Regions from separate parts of the Arachis hypogaea genome. Here region 2 is linked to region 1. A link is a contact called in public Hi-C data. All regions are on one chromosome and are shown on one strand. Each heading gives the region's core, a stretch centred on a gene start, on an enhancer-like site or on the middle of the called end of the contact. The rest is flanking DNA. Distances are from core to core; before and after follow the strand shown. Region 1 holds the start of LOC112750581 (T-complex protein 1 subunit beta). Region 2 holds the start of LOC112750582.

Region 1 (7,681 bases), core at 1,469-3,968:
CCAGAAGAAATTTCATAATACACAGTGAGTGTAAGAATGAAAAAAAATTTGTGGATCGCATAAAAGCTTTGTAATACAAATTCTAAATGAAATATATCATTACATTCCTATTTAACCAACCGTGCAGAGAAGATTTGCAAGAAATGAATCCAATGCCATCTTAGACTGAATAATGGCATTCTTCCACACAAAATAAGAATTGCATCCATGCAGATCCTATTTATTTAAATACACTAAATTTGAAATAGTTTTTCAGTACATCTCACCTTTAGTCTCATTACAGCATCCACAGCTAAGCTTGCAAAATGTTCTTTGTCTTGTGAGAGAATCTTGGAGCTCAAAGTAGTCATTGCAATGTTCATCAAGTCTGATCTAAATTTATCTGCATGTTACAGTAAATCAATGCATTAGGCTATGGAGCCAATCTCCCTCCCTCCCCAGTGCAATAGAAATGGGAAGAATCACACTCAAAATGGAAAAACAAATACCTGCGTCTGCTTTGTTGTCAACAACCTTCTGCAACAACACATTACGAGCACACTCAGCTGCCATTCGGTAACCTGAAAATCAATAGCAATAATATAAAGCACAGTAATCAGATAGTCAAGATTTTCCGCACTATAAGAAGTTTCAATCAGAGTAAGCTTCATCCTCAAGCTTCTGTGCTTCATTTTTTACAAATCTCGGACAATGTCTTCTGCTTTTCACTCATTGTTTTGGAAAGACGAAAGGTCAACTAAAATCAAACAGCACAAAGTATAAAGGAATATGAAATTTGCAAGGGGAAAAGACTGTATCATAAGGGAAGTTAGGGAATATTGAAATGCAAATAAATAAACCTGATATTATTGTCATAGGATGAATCTTAGCTGCAACCAGCTTTTCTGCTTCCCTTAAAAGTTCACCAGCCAATACAACAACAGAGGTTGTTCCGTCACCAACTTCATCATCTTGAACTTTTGATATGTCTAACTCACATTAAGGATGTTTATGGTACAGTTTAAATTTAGCTTCTGACATATGCAAGAAAATCTACATCCATGCTCTCATCAGTAGCTAAATGAAAATTATGTGAGTACCCAAGTAATTGCCACCTTAAATATATGTGTAGCATATGAAAAACAGCATCAGTTAAATTACCAGGATACTACCATAAATTATAGCCCAACATACCTAGTGAGTTGGCACAAATTCATCACATATCCATTGATGTCAGTATTCATGAAGTCGGACTATGGTGTGTTTTCACTGGGAATTAGAATGTCACTTTTGAAGACCAGCATAAGCCCAGATAATATATGCCCACTAATAGTAATAGAGATGTCCCAATTCCCAATGCAATCTACTAATGTGTTTCCCATGCAAAAAGCACTTCTGCACCACTCAGTGAACTACATTAGAAATTTAGAAGTGAAATCTATCATCAATTTTTCGATGATCTCTTTAGGGGAATTAGAAAGGATGGTGAGAGCATCTTGGATTCTTGGCGAACATCTAGAAGTTTGTAGGTTCCAAAGAGTGTTGGGGGCCTGTAATATATCCTAACACTAACCACATATTTGGGAGAAAGAGTTCCTTACATGCTCTTAAAAACTCAGAAAGTTGACCTTCTTATGATCTGGTTTGGACTCATTGTAGCATCCAGCAATTCCTAAGCTACCATCAGTCTATCACTACCCCAAGAATAATAGAAAATATTAGAAAATGAAAAGCCAAAAGGATACCAACAAGCACTTTAGCAGCTGGGTTATCAATATGGAGGGACTTCAAGATCGTAGCACCATCATTGGTCACAGTAACTTCACGCCCTCTTCCTGTTGACTGCAAGATTTTATCCTGCAGCAATCACATTGAAGATATACAGATTACTTACAACTACGAAGTATGAACAGAAAATAACATCATTTATCGATAAGGTTAATGCTGGGAAGAACAGATTGTTTTACCATTCCCTTCGGCCCTAGAGTAGTCTTAACCAAGTCAGCAATAGCCATGGCTCCAACAAAAGATGCCTGGGCAAATGCAAAGAACCATCACAACAAATGTAATTAAGAGTTAATCAACTTCCTCAGACTCAAATACCAAGGAGAATGCACGAAAATATTCGCTAACACAAACATATCACACTCACCATCCTGGCTCGCTCTCCTTTTTCTTGGCTGGCTTCATCTTTGAAAATTGTATCAATCTACATAGCATTCACCACTCACCCCCATAAGAAAATTATTAAAGGAAGATAAAAAAAATAAATAAATAAATAAAAATAAAGATAATAACGTTAGCAGAGATCTACTTACAGCCATTATGAAGTTTCAAAATTCAAAATGTGGCCACCTGCAAAGAGAACAGAACTCGCTAAAAATCTACTAAAATCAATTAAAAAGAAAGACAAAAGCTCTAAATAAATTCTAACAACAACAATTAAAAAAAAAAAGAAAAAAAAACTCACTGGTAGATGTTGGCAGAGTTGTTGGCGGCGGAGACAGTGGCAGAGTGGAGCAGTGAGGGAGAGAAGAGTGCAGCGAGTTACGTCGCGGCGGATTGTTTGGCGGAGGAGTTGCAGAGCGGCTGGAGATGTGGAAGCGAGGAGCAGCGAGGACAAAGGTGGTGTCTGATTTCTTAGGGTTTCTGGTGATGTCGCGAATATGGCGTAGCAATTGTAAGCCAGCAAATGAAAGTAGTAGGGTTTTACGATCCCGCAACCGAAATTATTATTATTATTATTATTATTATTATTATTATTATTATTATTATTATTGTTGTTGTTGTTGTTATTATTATTATTATTAAAATATTAAAAGTGACTTCGAATTTATTTGTGAGTTATACTGAAATTAAATTCTAATAACTTTTTAGTCCATCATTTTTAATTTTAATAAATTTTAATTACTAAATTAGTTTAAAAAATGTTATTTTATTAGAAAAATCAATCTCATATTATATTATTCATTTATATAAAAAATGTCTGAAAATTTTATAAAAAAAATTAAAAACCATTATATCTTCATTAAATAATAATAAATATTTATTTATCTAATTTTTTTTCAAAATTTAACTTGAGAATTGACTTGTCTAATAAAATAAAAAATAAAAATTAATTTAATAATTAAAATTTATTGAGAATCAAATCGTTTAATTTAAAATTTTTTAGAGATAGCTTTAGGATATTACTTTTCTCTTATTTATTAAATTAGTTTTATTTTGGGTGTCTTACAACTTACAAGGAAGATTACCTTTAAATAATAAATATATTTTTAATCAATTTATATCATAAATATCATTTTTATTTGATATTATTATAAAAATGTAGTATATGTGCATAAAAAATCAAGGATTTTTTATTTTTATAAATTAAATAAATGTAATAATTACCGAAATAAATAATTTAAAAAATATTTATCGAAATAAATACTTATCTCGTTTACACTGTAAACGAGATAATTTTGCACGTATCTTGTTTACAGTGTAAACAAAATATGTGTATTTTTTAATTTTCGTCGGTAAACGAGATATATGTATTTATAAATAATTAAATATAATTTATAAAAATAATAAAAAATATTAATAATATAGTTTGGATCAAATTTTTAAAAATAGAATTTTTACATGCTCGAGCTTGTGTTCAAATAAATCTTGGGTTGCCTGAAATCAAACATATTATAGTGGAGGGTGTGACTCATGAAATGGAGTACGAGAGTTTACAGTTGATTTATGCTACTTGTGCACGGTATGGGCATGATAAATCGTTGTGCAAGGAGAAGGAGTCCTTGGAAGGAAACAGAAATTTCTTTGGTGATGGAAAAAATAATGAAGCCCCGACACTAGTGCCACACAACAATCATGAGCTTCATAAAGAGGCTGAATCAGAAGCTTGTGATTTGGGTGAGAATTCTCGTAATTTGGGTGAGAAATTAGGAGTTGTTAAAGGGAAGGATGTGGTTACGAAATCATTAGCTCCTCACGTGCCTGATGGTCATGTTAATGCGGCATGCATGGATGATGGAGAGGGCTGGCAACAAGTGCTGCGTAAGGAAAAATTCATAATGGGCCAGTCATCAGGTTTGAAGGACCAAGATGGAAAGCAGCACAAGTATGGTTCGAGAATGGTTCCAAGGCCCAATTTGCATGGTGATGGAGGCAAATTAATTGGCATTAGGATGAGGAAGCAAGAAAAACATGAAATTGCACCATCTCTATTGTGCAGAACTCCTGCACGTCATGGAATTTCACTACGGAAGCGTCCTCGGCCTTCCTCCCTGCAAAACTCGCCAGTTGATAAAAATGGTGGCACAACGGAGAAAACCTTAGTAGATGGAAGCATGGCAGGTGCAGTGTTAGGGGGTCCGAAGGTGGCAATTATTGAGGATTGGAGTGTGCCAGTACCGTAGGACAAACCACCTATTGAGGTTGGTAATTCTGTTTAGAGTTTATGTTCTTATTTATTCTGTCCCTATTATTTATGGATAGTTTTAATATGATTGTTTGAAATATTAGGGGTGCTTCTAATAAGTTAGCCCTGGTGCATTGTAAGGAACTTGTTAGAAAATTTAGACATATTTTCTTTATTGTGGTTGAAACTCGCTCCCCTTTTCAGCATTTAAAATTGTTTTGGGAAAGGTTGGGGTATCACTCTGTTGGTATAGTAGAAGCAGAGGGGCATAAGGGAGGTATTTGGTTTCTATCCTCTATGAAAGGTGTTTGTTGTAAGTTCATTGATGCTTTTGATCAGGGTGTTACTGTTGAGGTTCAATTTGATAATTTAATTTGGAGGTGTAATGGTATTTATGGCAGTCCTCAATTTAATAAAAGGGTTCTCCTTTGGGATTATCTTGTTGCACAATCCATGGTTTTTCAAGGACCTTGGATTGTTCTTGGTGATTTTAATGAAGTCAAATTTTCTCATGAATCTAAGGGCTGTCAATTTTCTCATCAAAGAGCAGACATATTTGCTACTTTATTAGAGGATAGTGGTTTGTTTGATCTGAAGACTATTGGGAGGCGATTTTCTTGGTACAGAAGGGTGAAAAATTATGTTGACGTGGCAAAAAAGCTTGATCAAGTATGTATAAATAGTAGTTGGTTATCTATCTTTCCAGAGGCTTATGCAGAAGTTTTAAATAGGCTTCAGTCTGATCATTGCCCTATTCTGGTGCGTTGTAAAGGTCGTCCTCAGCCTAAAGGGAATCGACCTTTTCGATTTGTTGCTGCTTGGGCTACTCATCCTGAGTATTGGGATATTGTGAATCAGTCATGGTGGTCTGGTAATAGAGGGATTCATGGCAAGCTTTCGGAAGTATAGAAGAATTCACTAGAGTTTAACTCGAAGGTATTTGGTAACATTTTTGTTAAAAAATGTGAATTAGAGTAGCAGATTAATTATTTACAAAAGCGTTTGGAAGTGGTGGATAGTATTTATTTGCGTCAGAAAGAACAACAGTTACTTGATGATTATAATAATACTCTAGTGCAAGAAGAGCTCCTATGGTTCTAAAAGTCCAAAGAGCAGTGGGTAAGGTTCGGGGATAGGAATACAAGATTCTTTCATATTCAAACTCTTGCGCGAAGGAAGCATAATAAGATTCATGGCCTTTTTCTCAAGGATGGAGTGTGGGAAACTGATCCAGAGGTTCTGAGTCAAGAAGCAGAGTCTTTCTATAAAAGTTTATTCTGTCATTTGGATGATGTTGATTTGGGTTGCCTTGGTGATGTGCCTCTTCCTTCTCTGAATGAGGAAGCTTGCAATAATCGCACGACACCAGTTACTATGGAGGAAGTCAGAACATCTGTTTTTCACATGAACTCTTTTAAAGCTCCGGGTCCTGATGGGTTTCAAGCTTTCTTCTTCAAAGAATATTGGGAGATCATTGGTCTTGATGTTTGGAAGATGGTTAAGCAGGCATTCTCCAGTGTTACTCTTGATCCGAGAATGTTGGAGACTTTACTGGTTCTTATTCCAAAGGTTGAATCACCGTTATCTATGAAAGATTTCAGGCTGATTAGTCTCTGCAATGTAGTTTACAAGATCATCACGAAGGTCCTTGTTAATAGGCTTCGTCCTTATCTTGCGGAGATTGTTGGCCCGCTTCAAGGAGGATTTATTCCGGGACGAGGAACTCCTGACAACATCATTATTGCTCAAGAAGTTCTCCACTTTATGAAGAAGACTAAATCAAAGAAAGGCACACTGGCCTTTAAGATTGATCTGGAGAAAGCTTATGACAGAGTTAACTGGAGGTTTTTGACTTATACCCTTAAGAGCTTTGGTTTTTCTATTCCTACAATTAATTTGATTATGAATTGTGTCACTGCTTCTTCCTTATCTATTCTTTAGAATGGGAATTGTCTGAATGGCTTTACTCCTAGTCGAGGTCTTAGACAAGGAGACCCTATGTCACCCTATTTTTTTGTGTTGTGTATGGAGTGATTGGCATGCTTTATTAGTCATCAGGTTGATTTGGGCTTGTGGGAGCCGGTTGCTATTTCTAGAGGGGGACCAAGAATATCCCACTTAATGTTTGCGGATGACTTACTTCTATTCTGTAAAGCTACAAAGAGACAAGTGCAAAATGTGATGTTGGTTTTAGAGACTTTTTGCAAAGCATCTGGGATGAAGATTAATGTGAAGAAGTCTAAAGCGCTTTGCTCCAAGAATGTTTCTACAACAAGAAAAGAGGTTTTCACTGGGGTATCCTCTATCAGATTTGTCCAGGACTTGGGCAGGTATCTTAGAGTTACCCTTAGCCATTCTAGGGTGCCTCGTTCAGCTTTCAATGTTGTCCTGGATAAGATTCGGAGTAGGCCAGCAAGCTGGAAAGGGAATTTACTCAATCGGGCTGGTAGACTCTACTTGGTTAATTCTGTTGCAGCCGCTATTCCCACGTACCAGATGCAGGTCTCTATTTTTCCCAAAGGAATCATTAGTAAATTGGAGTCTATGATGAGGAATTTTCTTTGAAAAGGACAAGTTGATGGAAGAGGATTGAATCTTGTTAGTTGGAAGGTACTGGTTACTCCAAAAAAAATATGGAGGTTTGGGGATTAGAGATCCTTATTGTGTAAATATTGCTCTTCTTGGGAAGCTAGTTTGGACTTTTTTCCAACAGCCAAACAAGCTATGGGTCCAATTGTTGGATGCCAAATACCGATCATCTCTATATGACTGTTTTAGTTATCCTAAGAACAAAGACTCTCCCATTTGGAGGTGTCTTTGCAAGGCTTGGGAAGTGTTGAAGGATGGGTTTGCTTGGTGTATTGGAGATTTGAACCAGAATTTTTGGTTTTCTAGCTGGAGGAGAGAAGGACGGTTATCTAATGAGATGGATTATGTTCACATTTCTGATTCGAATTTCCGGATACAGGATATTTGGTCGGTTGGTAGGTGGCATTTGGATACTCTTTATTCTCCTTTATCTCAAAATCTAAAAGGTAATATTCTCTCTTACAATCCAGATGAACAAGCAGGTCCGGAAGTGGGTTGGTATTGGAATGGGTCTGCTGCCAAAGTCTATGACTCACGCAATGGTTACTTGTGGTTGTGTAAGCAGCTATTTGGTTGGGAGGAGCGGGAGAATTGGCTTTGGCTTTGGCGTCAGCTTGTTCTGGAAAAGCATAAGTTTTTGGCTTGGTTGTGTCTTAAGGAGGCTCTTCCTACTGCAAGTTTTCGCTTTAGAAGAGGGATGTC
Region 2 (7,681 bases), core at 2,044-4,543, 150 kb after region 1:
AAAAATCAATTTAGACTGTAACTATCAATATAATTTTTGATAGATAATTTAAAATAATAGAATAAGTCATCATTAAGTTAAATTTTATTTTTAAATTCAAAGCGTAAAATTTAATTTTAAAAACTCGGGTGTTATATTACTCATTCTCATTTGTTATTCCGTCTTTTATTTATTTATTTTTTTACATTTTCAACAATTTCGACTCTATTTTCTTTTTCTTTTTTTATTTCGATTTCACTTTATTGCCTACACTGTATTGCACAATTCACTTTCGACACTAACATTAAGTAATTTTCATGTGGAGCTCACTATCTTGATACAAGTTTAATTTGACACCCTGTTAAGGTACTAAAAATCAAATGAAACAATAATAAAAAATGATAAATAGAAACTATTAAAAAATTATATCTTGTAAAATAAACAAAAAAGAATATAGCAATAAGATAAGAAGAAAAAAATATTTAAACAGAAAATATAAAATTTAATAAAAATATAGTAATAATTATTTTGACGATGATAATAGTCTCTCATATTAAATTTAGGAGACTGACAGAAAATATAATTGTACTTAAAATTTTAAAATAAAGAGTTTTATTGGCAAACTAGATTTTACACTTACAAACTATTTTTTGAAATTAATGTTAAAAAAATAGGGAATAATAACAAGAAATTTTCTTTTATTATCTAAACTATTTAATTTTGATTTTGCAAAAATAAGAAAAAAAGGTGAGTTTTAATGAAGATAAAAGTCCAACTAAATATTTAACAATTAATTACGTGCTAATAGAATTTGAAAGAGACAAAATACTATTATGCAAGTGGTGCCTATTTTATCTATCAACTCATCTGAATAGAATTAAAACAAAAATATGATAAATATCATCCAAAGAAACTAACCACACATAATCTATATGTATAGATTTTTTTTATAATTTAGACGATATATAGTATTCACCTTATTTGAATACTTATTCTTATTGGACTTGTAGATGTCGCGAACAAAAAAAAAAAAAGAAAAATGCATGTGTTTCAAAACTCTTAAGTACAAGTTTTATATGCAATTTATTGGAATTCAATATACAAATTGACTGATGTTGACATATGCAATATTATTTTTTAAAGAAAAAAGTTGATTTTTTATTAATATTAGTTAATATTTTAGATTAATATTTTATTTTTATATTATTAGTATTTATAATTTTAAATTTTAAATTTAATATAAAAATATTTTTGTTTATTAAGTATTATCTAAAATGTAAGATTTTAAAAATTAAATTGGTGATTAAATTAATAGAATTAAAAATTTAAAAATATAAAAATTCATCTGATATTTAATTAAAATTGAACTAAATATAATAAAATAATATATTTATGTATAAAATATATAAATTTATTAAAAAAAATTTTGTATTTTATTATTTTAAATTAGTTTAATCGCTAAAAAAATCGCTTTGACCGATTAACTATTTGTTTGATCGTTTTTTGGTTTTTTATCCATTCATTGCTGATAGATTTTTACTCTGAACTAACATAATTTAGTTGATTTTTTTGGTTATGGAAGAGGTGAAGGTGTTGTGTTGGGTTATGGATGATGGAGGTACTACACTAATTTGTGGGACAGCTTTTTGCTTAAATTTGGTGTTAAGAAATCGGACCTTTCGATTTTTTTGTTTTTAAGTTTTTGGATGCAAATCGGAGGTCCGTTTTGCATGGAGGGAGGATCTGAAATTCACATAAAATAAATCGGACTCTGCGATTTTTCCATAATCAATATTTTTTTTGACGATTTACATGAAATCGGATGGTCCGTTTTCTCTGTTAATTTGCTTTTTGAATTAAGTTCAAGAAATTGTTGGGTCTGAGTGGTGCCTGACACCACCACCAATGTTAAGCACCACTCCTCCCCATATCCAAGTCGAGCACCAACTTTGCCTCCATAATAAAATTAAAAAGCGACATAATTTAGTGTATGTTTGAATTAGAGTTTGTAAATGAAATTTTGTATAAAATTGATTTTATAAATTTAATTTTGATAAAAATGAGTTGGTATTAACGTGATTTATATAATTATATTTGATAATTTTGTGATAAAATGGATTATAATAAAATGAATGTTGTTTGGATTACATTATTTAAAATTATTTTTAGACAAAAATTATTAAAAAGGACATAAATTTATATTATTCAAATCTATATTATTTTAACATTTTTTACTATAATTACTTTTGAAAAGAATTTAAATTTATGTATTGAAAATTAATACTCTTTTGTTATAATTTGTTAATACTCTTCTTTCGTATTCTTTTTGTATTTAATTATATCTTTTTAATAAAATTTATATTATAAAAATTAATAATAATAAATAAAATATATACTAATTTAAGGATATATAGTAAAAAATATACAAAGTCAAATAAAAAAATAAAATTCTATAAAAAAAATACATATTAATAAAAATAATTAAAAAAAACATATGAATAATAAATATTAAAAATTCAATTAAAAAAATACAATAATATACATAAGTGAACATAAAAAATTCTAAACAAAAATATTCATACTATTAATAAAAAAATAAATAAATAATTGATAAAAATTAAAACTTAACAAAGAGTACTAATAATAATATTAAAAAATATTTATTTGTGAAGAAAAAAATTCAAAAACTCTGATGATTGTTTTTGGTATTTCTTGTTATAGATGAGATTGAATGACAAAATTGATAGAATGCCAATTAATTTTTTAATTTATGAAGTGAACGAAGAAGCTAAACGTAGAAGTTACAATTTGTTGCTTCTGGTAAACGAGAGTTCAAATCCAGAATCATGTTCGCGTTCAGAAGAAAAAAATTAGCCAAACAAAAATTACAGCGTTAAAAAAGATTGAACGCACTTTTTTTGCTTTCAACGTGTTTACCAAACATACTCTTAGTAGTTAATTTTTGGTTAATTCGTTCGAGCTAACTAGTTCGGTTAGAGAACTAAGTTTAGTTGGTTTAGTGGTTAGTTCACTAGTCTGTTTAAGTAAGCGTTGAGAGTTCGAATTCTGTCTGGTATATGCAGCAACCTACTCAGCGACAAACTTTTAAATAGAGTTCAGTTCAGTATCGCGACGGATTAATCCTTAACTTGTCGAAATAGAAATACCATAAAAAATAAAATAAAAAAATCAATTCGATTAGATTATCAAAAATGTTAAAATGATAAATTTTATTAGTCATATAATATTTTTTTTTTAAATAGGTCGAATTGCCTCATACATTTATATTAAGAACTAAGTTTTCGGATCAAAATGTGATAAAAACAAATTTGAGATTTACGATTTAGATAAGGATTTCAGTTGAAAACAAAATATTTAAATTTATATTAAGTTTATGGTGTAAATAAAAAAGAATCACGGAAACATGAGCATATGCATCCCAAGGTCCAACTCCAAGTCCATTAACCCAAACGTTAAAACCGCCCCCTCTTCTCAGTCCCTACTCCTTATATTAACTTAATTTCCCGGCCACCTCAGAAAAAAGCCTATTCAATCTCTTTGTTTCTGATTTTCGATAGAATTTTCAGCTCTCTCTTCCTCTGCCTACGCACCCCAAAACACTTGGCGGAGTGAAAGGGTTTTCTTCTCTCTTTCTCGTTCCTCCGATTCTCTTCCTTGTCTTCATGTAAATGGTGCTGCCGGGTTTGAACGGAGATAGAGGGACAGTTCCAGCGCCGGAGTCCATGGCGACCAGTCCCAAGCGATCAAACCGCCTTCATAATTTCAACCTTCCACACTTGAAGTGGGGAAGCCAGAAGTACCTGAGGTGCACAAACTCCGCCGGCTCTAGCCGCTCCAGCAGCGGAGATCGCCGATCTTCAGTTTCAATGTCCGATGAGTCACCGCCGAGGCGGAAGAGGGAAACGGAACAGGAGGGAAACCACTCGGTGGCAAAGATACCGAGGTCGCGAATCAATGGCAAGGGCCGCAGCGGTGCCGATGGCGTGAAGGACGGAATTGAGGCGATGAGGCAAAAACTGATGTTTGATCTGAAAACCGAGGCTGACAAGATGAAAGACGCCATTTTGAGGAACAAAGAGGACGACAAGATGAATGTGGGGGAGGATGAAAACGAGCGGGAATCGCCGCCTCTGTTAGCGAGGGAGGGCGCGAGGACGTGGAATCTGAGGACAAGGCGAGCGGAGTGGAAGATTCCATTCTCCGACGGCAGACTTGGCGGCGGCAGCGAGAAAGCGTTGAAGATTGATGAGAATTCCTCTCCTGCAAGAACTGACGGCGGCACCGTTAAGTTGCTGAAGCTTCGAAGCAATTCCGATAAGAGCGCGCCGAGGCCGAAATTCTCCCTTCAATTGTCAAGGAAGGAGGTTGAAGAAGATTTCATAAAGATGGTGGGCCACCGGCCGCCGCGCAGGCCCAACAAAAGGCCCAGAAGTATCCGGAAGCAATTGGATGTAAGTTGCATCGATTTTTCTTGACTTCTTTTAACTTGAATCTCTGCAGCGTCGCTGTACTCTTTGTTTGATTTGTTATAATCTGATTCTGCGCTAACGTGGTTGTGCAGGGTCTTGTTCCTGGTTCGTGGTTAACAGAGGTTACAGCAGATTTGTACAAGGTTGCTGAAGACGCAGGGAATGGAAAGGCGCGACAATCTGGGAAGGGGAAGGGAAAGGGAAAGGGAAAGGACAAGATGCTTGTTTCTTCTGACTCTGATGAAGAATCTTGATTTGAAACTTGAAAGCCTATAACAACAATCTTGTTTTGTTGCTTTGAAAGCTAATTTACTTTTGGTAGTAGGTACATAGTTCGTTCATTCGTTTGTTTATATGTCAATAACTCTCTACCGAAGAAAGTGGATTGTGATAGAAAAGAATATCTTAGTTAATTGATTAAAGCTTGTGAAGTTCTGTGGCTTTAAGGACGCATCTATATAGCATTCATTTAAGTTATTAGTCTAGATAATGATCAGTGGCAGTTACATAGATTTGGTTCTTCTAGTTTCTTGAGTTCTGAGCTAGGTTTCTTTAGGCTGGAGAAATTAAACTCAAATTCCATTAAAGCGCGCACCTTTTTGTTACTCTTTTTTTCCTTTGTTCTCTGAATTGTATCATGATTCATGAGTGAATGTTGTCTTTCTTTGTATATTTATGTTGCTGGTTTCACTCATATATTTAATAGAAAAGCAGTTATGTAGTTGCTAAACCGGAATATCAGATTTTAGTGTAATAGTATGTTTCTAATGCAGGCTATGCGATATGCTTATTTACTACGATAATTGTTTACTATGGTCCTGCAAAACTGGTGTAAACCAAGATCATATTGACCCATTTCTATGCAAAGAAGCTTCCAATTACGCGCTAAACGTGGTGGGGAAGAAGGTGTCGAGAAGCAATTTTGTTGGGTAGCTAAACTGTAGTAGGTATTGAACCTTGTTACTGGCAATCGGACTTTACAAGCTCGCGAAACGTGAATTCGACTCTCCTGAGAAGAGTTCATCTTCGAACCCAATATCATGCATCACAAGTTTCTTTCACAAGTGATTTGGTGTGGAGTCGTGACCACCAAGAAGGCAAGAATAGAATAGCTCTAGCAATGGCAATGGGCCGGTTAAAAATGCCCTGAGTTCCAGCCCAACTCCATCACAGGCCTCCATTTAAGATTGCATTTCTGCGGAAATCTATGCGTGTAAATGAAAAAACAAGAAAAACAATAATGGGACGAAAAAATCAGGGGAGTGGATACTCTTCAGTAGAAAAAAGACGGGATGTTATCCAGTGTTTAATATAACCTTTTATTGTTTTCTCTCTCTTATTTAATTTTGGTCCTACTTAGAGAATTAAAGGTGAAAGATCACACTTTATTCTCTCAAATGTTTTTTTCACTGGAGATGATCCATTTCAAAAAATCAGAGACATTTTAATTGCATTTAAACACAATTTGCACTAGTGACCAAGAAAAAAAATTTCAAAAATTAATTTAAGAATGGATAAAAGTAGTGTAATTCAAGTATACTGTATCATGGTATGTGTAATTGCATATAGACAGTTTTAACCACTTTTTTCTTAGACTAAGCGGAATGTAACCTGTGTTTTGTAGGAGCACAGAGCAGCTCACAACTTGCGTTTCCAGGTGAGAGGTGTCGCATGTTTGACACGTAGACAAGCTGGCCCTTTATATGCTTCACACTCCATCTGCATTTTGCTCAAGTCGATGAAGAAGAAATGTTCTGAAGAGAAAAATGAACAAGCTTGTGTGTGAAGAGAGAAAATCAATGAGGGTTGTGAGATATTATTTTGTTGTGTCAATTTATTTGTGTTAAAATAGTTCATGATTTTACGTTAGTTCAAGAACATATTATTGAATATTTGGATAATCTTCAATTTGTAAGCTTTTTTTATTATGTCAATTTATTTGTGTATGTTGTTATTATAGCTATTATTATTATTATTATTATTATTATTATTATTATTATTATTATTATTATTATTATTTTATTTTCTATTATTATGTAATTATTATTATTATACTGTTGTTGTTGTTGTTGTTGTTGTTGTTGTTGTTGTTGTTGTTGTTGTTGTTGTCTACGGCAGGCTATCATGACTTTATTGTCAAAAAATTTGATCCACTAAAGACCTACAACGAGACCACTATAGCTGCCCTAGCATCAACCGGGTTAATGCATGTTTTCGCGATTAGGTAAGGTGAAAGGACATTTCGCACTATTGGGTGCTCTAGTGGAACAATGGAGTCTTGAAACTCACACGTTCCACGTTCAAGTTGGTAAAAAGGTGATTGTCACCCTAGAAGACGTGCTACATATTCTTGGCATGCCAATTAATGAGGAGCCCGAGATGGACAGATCGGACAGCAGTCACTCGTACTTGGTGGAGAACTGCATAGCAATTTTTGAGAAGCAGGCTGATCCGCAGGATCACACGTTAGGGAAGGTAAACCTAACATGGATTCAACAATGCAGAGTGTAACTGTAAGAACCGCGAATTAAAATAATTGATTAATTAATGTAAAATAATCATAATTTAATTGTCCGGAATAGGTCCAAAATTTTAGAATATTAATTAGAAAATATAAATATTATATTTGGACTTAGCAGATTTTTCTGAGTTGGAAAATATAATTTTTTTCGGAAAATTGCGTAAAAACGCGTACCGGTAAATTAACCGGCAGTACCGGCTTAAACCTATCCAGTACTGTGCGAGAATAAAAAAAATAGTAAAAAACCTTAGAAAAATGTTTAGAATTGAAAATCGTACACTAATTTTAAAGGTTTGGCCCAAAGTTGGGTCAAACGGGCCCAAAATTTTAACGGGTTGGATCGAAACCAAATTGGGTCCAAGCCCAACATATAAATACACTCAAATGAACACATTTCAGCCACATTCATCCTCATAACATAAACACAATAGCAGCTGAAGTGAGGAGAAAGGTGAGAGCTTTCTACCATTGTCACTATTCACTCCTCTCTTCCGGTGACCATAACTCGAGCTACGGTGCTCCGATTCGCGTGCCGTCAGCGGCTACGCGAAACTCTTGCCAAGTCCGTTACTTCTAGCTAGGTATTATGGTAAGATTTTCACTCATCTCTGTCCTGCTTATTGTCCTAAAAATTTCGAAAATTTAAATTTTGGTTTTGAGTGAATTTTTGTGTTTTGATTGATTAGGTGGT

The links. A called contact is a pair of places that touch in the nucleus more often than the background predicts.
Region 2: a contact with region 1 is called in a Hi-C map of an unstated tissue, with 8 times the contacts expected there. The contact joins the promoter of LOC112750582 here to the promoter of LOC112750581 in region 1. A contact is called at or near these places in 3 of 8 Hi-C or Micro-C datasets (leaf and an unstated tissue).

Annotation. Positions count from the first base shown.
Region 1 is chr15:124,029,308-124,036,988 of arahy.Tifrunner.gnm2.J5K5, forward strand. It overlaps LOC112750581 (T-complex protein 1 subunit beta), which reads right to left and starts at 2,719. Exons shown (of 13, transcript XR_011872213.1): 1 at 2,450-2,719; 2 at 2,298-2,334; 3 at 2,132-2,188; 4 at 1,947-2,012; 5 at 1,725-1,836; 6 at 840-968; 7 at 489-560; 8 at 267-382.
Region 2 is chr15:124,183,136-124,190,816 of arahy.Tifrunner.gnm2.J5K5, forward strand. LOC112750582 reads left to right here and starts at 3,294. Exons shown (of 2, transcript XM_025799371.3): 1 at 3,294-4,451; 2 at 4,562-5,199. The coding sequence starts at 3,669. The coding sequence ends at 4,723.